Linked DNA regions of Drosophila melanogaster: region 1 is linked to region 2. The links are chromatin contacts, called in public Hi-C maps. All regions are on one chromosome and are shown on one strand. The core of a region is the stretch at or near the end of the contact, and the rest is flanking DNA. Distances in the headings are between cores, read along the strand shown. Region 1 holds the start of jagn (jagunal). Region 2 holds the start of Jhbp2 (Juvenile hormone binding protein 2).

Evidence for each region. A called contact is a pair of places that touch in the nucleus more often than the background predicts.
Region 1: a Hi-C map of the Kc167 cell line shows a contact between it and region 2, with 1.7 times the contacts expected there. The contact joins the promoter of jagn here to the promoter of Jhbp2 in region 2. A contact is called at or near these places in 2 of 107 Hi-C or Micro-C datasets (both in the Kc167 cell line).

What each region holds. Positions count from the first base shown.
Region 1 is chr3R:5,778,011-5,781,047 of dm6, forward strand. jagn (jagunal) reads left to right here and starts at 1,305. Exons shown (of 3, transcript NM_169103.2): 1 at 1,305-1,506; 2 at 1,790-2,162; 3 at 2,225-3,037. The coding sequence starts at 1,418. The coding sequence ends at 2,356. CG2082 reads right to left here. Exons shown (of 9, transcript NM_001260006.1): 1 at 2,854-3,037.
Region 2 is chr3R:4,959,791-4,962,972 of dm6, forward strand. Jhbp2 (Juvenile hormone binding protein 2) reads right to left here and starts at 1,561. Exons shown (of 7, transcript NM_141251.3): 1 at 1,522-1,561; 2 at 1,104-1,183; 3 at 114-232. The coding sequence starts at 1,170.

The DNA.
Region 1 (3,037 bases), core at 55-2,554, 820 kb after region 2:
ACACCCACTGCTTCCAATCTGGAAAACTGATTGGGACACAAAGCTGCATCCAATTTGCATAATCCCATCAAAGAGCACTTGCACCCAATTATGATAATTTCGGCTTGACGCACTAGGCATTATTGGCTTCGAAAAATTGGAACTGCAGTTCAAATTCAAAAACAAGGTACGGAGAAACTAAAACAAGAGGGAACGCTACAGGCGAGTTCCCCGACTATTAGATACTCCTTTCTCTGCTAGTGAAAGTTCAAACATGAATTTCAACATTTTCTGACATAGCAATAAAACTAAATTAATCTCTCTTATATATGTAGTTCCTGAGATCTCGACGTGCATACGGACGGACATGGCCAGTTCGATTCGGCTAGTGTTCCTTACCAATATATGCTTTATTGGCTCGAAAAACACTTCCTTTCACCTGATACATATTCGTTGAAAAAGGAATCTAGAATACTTCTTTTTTAATCTACGAGTAATATTTTTCATCGCGACCCGTTCATTAATCATTAATCATTACTAAATCTTACTAGTTCTGCCATTTGGTCTATAAGACATATTGGAATTGGAATGCAATTCAATTCATTTTAGTCTAGCGTTTGTACTTTTAGTAGAAATAATTCTCATATGGATGGAAGATTTCAATCGGAGTATTAAAACCAGCCCTCATTTTCTAAAATCGTGCAAAAAAGATATGAAAATTAAAGTATTAAGTGCCATTAATGCCATTAAGAATAGGTTTGGTTTTATTTTTCACCAGCCCACTTTTCAGATTAGCAATGCTAAACTCTCAGCATTACCTTTAAAAAATCGTTCTCATTTGCGACTAGTTCGAATATCTATCTACATTCTGCCGAAACTAACTAGAGAAAAACTGAAGTTCTACGTATGTAAGTATAACACATTTATTCTACACAGCATTAGCGAGGTTACACACCTAGCGAAGTCATCCTCCCAATTAAAATTTCCCTAAGCGGAGCTAGTCACCACGACCACATTGCCACTTTATTAAAACTAATAACTGTTTAATAACTGTAATAGAATAAGTTAAAATAATTAAATAATATGACTAATCACGTGTTGCTAATACAGTTAAAAGGCTAATTATTTAATTTAATTAATGTTTTGTAAACAGTTTCCATGCAGATGTATTAATAGTTTCCATGGCAGACTTTCTGAAAATGAACATTCTAAAACTTAGCGGAATTTCCCCTCTCTTTCTAACGGTTATTTGCTATGCTTTCAAGCGAAAGTAATCGATGGTAGCGAGGAGCGTATCGATGTGCGCCAGTTTTTTGGTGGCAGCGATGGTATCGCACACACATCGATTCTAGTGCCAGCCCTATTTTTTGTGCAATTATTTATTAAAAATAAGCAACGACGTGAGCGAACGACACGACCCACGAACGAAGGCAACGAAATGGCAACGCGCGGCGGACCAATGGTCGCGGGCACCGATGGCAACGACTTCGAGTTCAGGCAGCGCGTAGCTGGCACATATCAAATTAGGTTAATAACACTTCGTGCTATCGCCAGCTCTCAGCTACACTCGAAATTATCTAATTACTGGGGCGCCTGTGGCAGTAGATCCACCTGCAGGCGGCACCTACTGCAGCCGAATCGCAGGTGGCGTCCAGCCAGGGCGGCGGAGCACCCTGGAGCTGCTGCACCCACCCACTTGCTGCTGTAGGGGGCGGGTGGGCAAAGTGCCAGCTGGGCAGCATGTGCGCCCCAATATGGGGCTCACCCACACAGATCCGCCACTGAACGACCACTTTCTCTGCTCTTTTAGCCTGCTGAACAAGTCCAGGTTGAAGTACTGCATCTTCTTTCACGCCCTGCTGTTCTTCGTGATGCTGGCCAAGCTGACGTCGGACATTCTGGACCACCTGGATATCTTTGTGCTGGAGATCGAGGAGCTGGAGGTCCCACCGCCCCTGTGGTGGGAGTACGTGTGGGCCGCGTCGTTGCTCACCTCCTTCCTGGGCCTTTCGGCCGCCAGGGGCAACAAGGTGCGCGAAATGCAGAAGTATATGGTGGCCATACTGCTATTCGCCATCCTGCCACTCTTCTACTGCTTCGCCTACTACTTCTCGGACGTGTGGGAGTTCGCCACGCTGGACAAGTCGGTGGAGCTGGACGAGACAGACATCTTTGTGTGGCGCGTAAGTGGCTGGGCCAGTTAATCCCTCAAGAGCCGCCCTACTAAACCTCGGTTTTTCTACAGGGTTATCCGTACGGCGTCTTCTGGTATGCCTTCTGCTTTGTGGGCTTCCAGGTGCACGGATTTACGCTGTACTTCGCCTACAACCTGGTCAAGGCCTGGAAGGCCAGAACTGCCACGCGCAAGTTCCAGTAATCTAAATACTCGCCAAACTAGTAAACGCCGGAATGCAGGGCTAGTTGTAAATAATTTGGAAACTTGAAACTAACTCAAAACACTAGTGCACAAAAGCGTAATGAAACTATGGTAAACTAAAGTTATGCAGCTGTTAAGGTATCGCACACTTAGTCATACAGGAAGGGAAACATATGGTCGAAACTGAGCGAAGCGTCGGCGGTAAGGTTATTGTTAGTTGAAAGTTAGTTGATACCGTTTTCAAATTGATTAAATAGACTCTTATCCATATACACATGTACACCTATACACATAGACATACATATATACACACATACGCAGCCTTGTGAGGTCAACTAAAGACAAGAAGCAACTGAAGCCACCAAATTTCCCCGAGTCGGAATAAAAACTGAAAACCAACCTAGAGATCACTTCATTTTTGCTCACTTACATTTCGACGTGCCTCGTGTTTGTTAGAAACGTTTTATATATATATTTACACATGAAAATATGCGTACATCAGTTTATGTTTGCGTCCACGGATGGTTACTTCCTCGCCTAGTTGATAATTAGTTCACTTTTCTACAAATTTCGAAACCGTTTCATTTTTGCCAGTACGTTAATTTTGAATTTTATTCATCGAACCGCACAGTGCCATGCTTTAAGGCGTCTGGCCGGGTGCTGAACGTTTGAGAACTGCCC
Region 2 (3,182 bases), core at 311-2,810:
AATATGTAGCCATTAGGGTAAGAATAAAACTATCTCTTTTTGCTCTTAATTAATTTAATATTTTCAAAGTGCAGTAACGTGTTGTCTGGAGTCTTAACATATCTTCAGCTCACCTCATAGATGTCCAACTCCGGCACTCCCTTCTGCAGGTAGTGCACCAGCTTGTTGCCACTTTCGCGAAGGCATTCGTTTATCTGGGCCTCGTCCCGTGGGCACTGTTGCAGGTAGTAGGCTGGAAAGGCCAATTCGAGGGTGGTGAGACAATGAGTCCATTTCGAATGCAATGGTCTGTGTATGTATGTGTGATGTTTTGCATGTTCGTGGATGTCATTGTCTGGCGGAGGCCAGTGAATTAATCAACAGGGCTCACAATGAAAATGAAGATTCGCTTTCCTCCCGTAATTGCGATTCCCATGTCCCAGGTGAATGCGTCAGTTGACGTGGGTTCAAGTTCACAATTATCTTGCCGATCTCACAACGATCGTTGCGAACATGTTCGGACTGAACTATGAATCGCTGGGATGCGATGGGGTGGGACAAAACCGGCGACAGGTTTATGGCCGGGTTAATTATCGAAGTTGTGGTGGGGAGGGATGTGTGAAAACTAATAATAATGACGGGTTTCGGGGGAAGGTTTCCCAAACAGTGTGCCCTCAATGTGAGTTAGAAACCTCTTGTGATTGGTACAGAGCATTTCTTAGAAATTATGGCACAATCGGAGCACTTGAACGTAGAGTTTTTTAGAGGCTAGCCGGCAAAGTACTGAATCAAGGTCAATCCCATTAAGTGGGATCTTTATGGAACCGGGTAAGTGACTGCAAAGCCAGAACTATTAACCGAGGTTATCGTGGCCATCAATTGCCATTCTGGAACCTACCCGACCAGATCCGTCGCAAGTCGACTTTCTTTGTTGCCGGAGCACGTCTTTTGAGGGTGGGCAATTAGCTGTTGCCAAATGCATAGGCCACTTGGGCCAAGTTGGTCGGTGGACGTGTCCAAGGACCGGCTGGAAAGTTAAAGTCGTCGTCGCAAGTGATGTAACTTAGAAAGCTCAGCCAAATAGGTATCACTTATCACACTTCGAGTATTTGATCACTACTTACGCTGCTCCTGGGCAAAAGTGGAGCCCAACACGGCGACGAGCACAATGAAGACCATCTTTCCGCTCATTTTTCGGGTTCGTCTGCATGAAAGTACAAGTAAACGGAAGTTGGCTAAGATGGACTCTGTGTTTCACTTTTCTAGTTTCGTAATTGATTAGCAGCTTTTGGATATGGATATGCTAATTTCGCCCAGATGACGCAGCCCGCGCTCTTTACGAGCGAAAGTGAAAAAGTCGGGATAGAATTTAAAGCGCCCAAGTACGAGCTGCGATTGGGTTTCACTTTGGGGCCGAAATTCTGTCTTCGGTCTCGGTCTGGAAGTGGGTCACACAGCCAATCCCCAACCAGTTCACTGTTTGTTCTTGAATAAAGAATCCGACTGTCTGCTGTCTTCTGCTTTCTTCGTCTCTGCGCTTACTTTGCGTCCAACTTTCACGCGACTCGGCTGAGGAATGAGCTCGGCCTGCGTTGGTCCAAGCCATTTTAACCAGCCAGAAGCTCGAAAGCGCTGGCGAAAATGCAGCGAAAGAGATGGCGAAGGGAAACCGAACAACAGGCCTTCTTGCCACACCCCAGAAATCGGTGGGGCAGACAGTCCGTCGGCTGGGACCTTAAGCTTTGAGTTCCATATAACATATAAACACGCATTTAGAGTTTGGGTTTAGGTCTGAAAGATATTTCCAAAAATGTTGGATTTAAGTAAGTATTTATGCCTATGGGATGAAATGGGATATCCCTGCTCTTACTACCCGCAGATTGCATTCCCGTTTTGATAATATAGCCCAATACCTAATACTACATTACCTCACGATTTTTCTCGGTGTACATTTGCGGGTAGTAATTTTGCCGGGGCCGCAGGCCCGAAGGTTAAGTGTAAAGGGTCTCTGACTCGGAGCCTAACCTCCCACAGCCGCGATTGCAGCCTGGTAATGAGGCTGTCATGAATCATCCGAGCGACTTGCCATCATTAGCGGTTCTACAAGCCGGTATTAGCCCAGTATTGCGATGAATTTCTTTGTTATGCTGCCTTTCAGCCCTTCGTGGGCCGCACTTCCACTTGTGGCCAAAAGGTCAAGCGGTGCGATTAGAACCACGAGCTTTCCAAGAGGCGGGTGGCAAATCTGCTTTGGGCACTCATCATCCATTCATCCATCCATCCATCCATCCATCCATACATAACAAAGCATGCACTGAGCCAGTCACAGAGTGTGTTAACCCTAATAATTCAGAAACGTGTATTTGCTCAGCGCGTTGAGGTATTGATGGTATGGTGACTTGCCCCCAAACGAAATGCAATTGTCTTTCAAAACCTTTCGGGGATCTTTGTGTACTGTTGGGAACGATTCCGGTTATTGACCATTGTCTGTTTTGCATTTAAATTGTAAACTGGAGGTGGAAGGGCCTCGTGATTCGTGCGGGAGTGCTCCAAATTACGAGAACAAATAAGAAGTTAAATATATAACTAATTTGTCTAAACATAGTTTTATATTGACTTATACACTTGACTTTTTAGTGTCCACTTAAAAATCATATACGATTATAGTTTAATGAAATGCCGAACGCTTACGCACAAATCATATCTTATGCGTTTAACTAGCGCTTAACTAACTAACTAACATGTAGATAATTACTTACTCTAAGAGTAGAAGACACGAAATATTACATTCTGCGCCTAATTGAGTATATGTTTTGCTTACCATCGGACAAAGTAAATAATATTATTTTATAATAAACTTTAAAGAAGTATCAGTGGCTTTTTTAACATTCTTATGTTGCCACACTGAAATTAAAATTTGTTTTTTCCATTTATATTTATTTTTGATCAAAGAAAATGGAATGAAAAATAAGACCAATAATGAATGAGTCAAGCACAGAGTGGCCATGAATATGTACAGTGGTGGCAGTATGCCAACTTCGTGCGCCCTTCACTGTAGGGGCGGCGCCTAAAAGTATGCAGTGCGAAATGAATTGCTTGAAAGAATATGAATTGGTCTTACAATTACACATTTACACTAGTTAGTTTGTGTATAAAAAGTCAGTACGTTAAAATATAGACCACATTCTTAGAGCCCACTACAG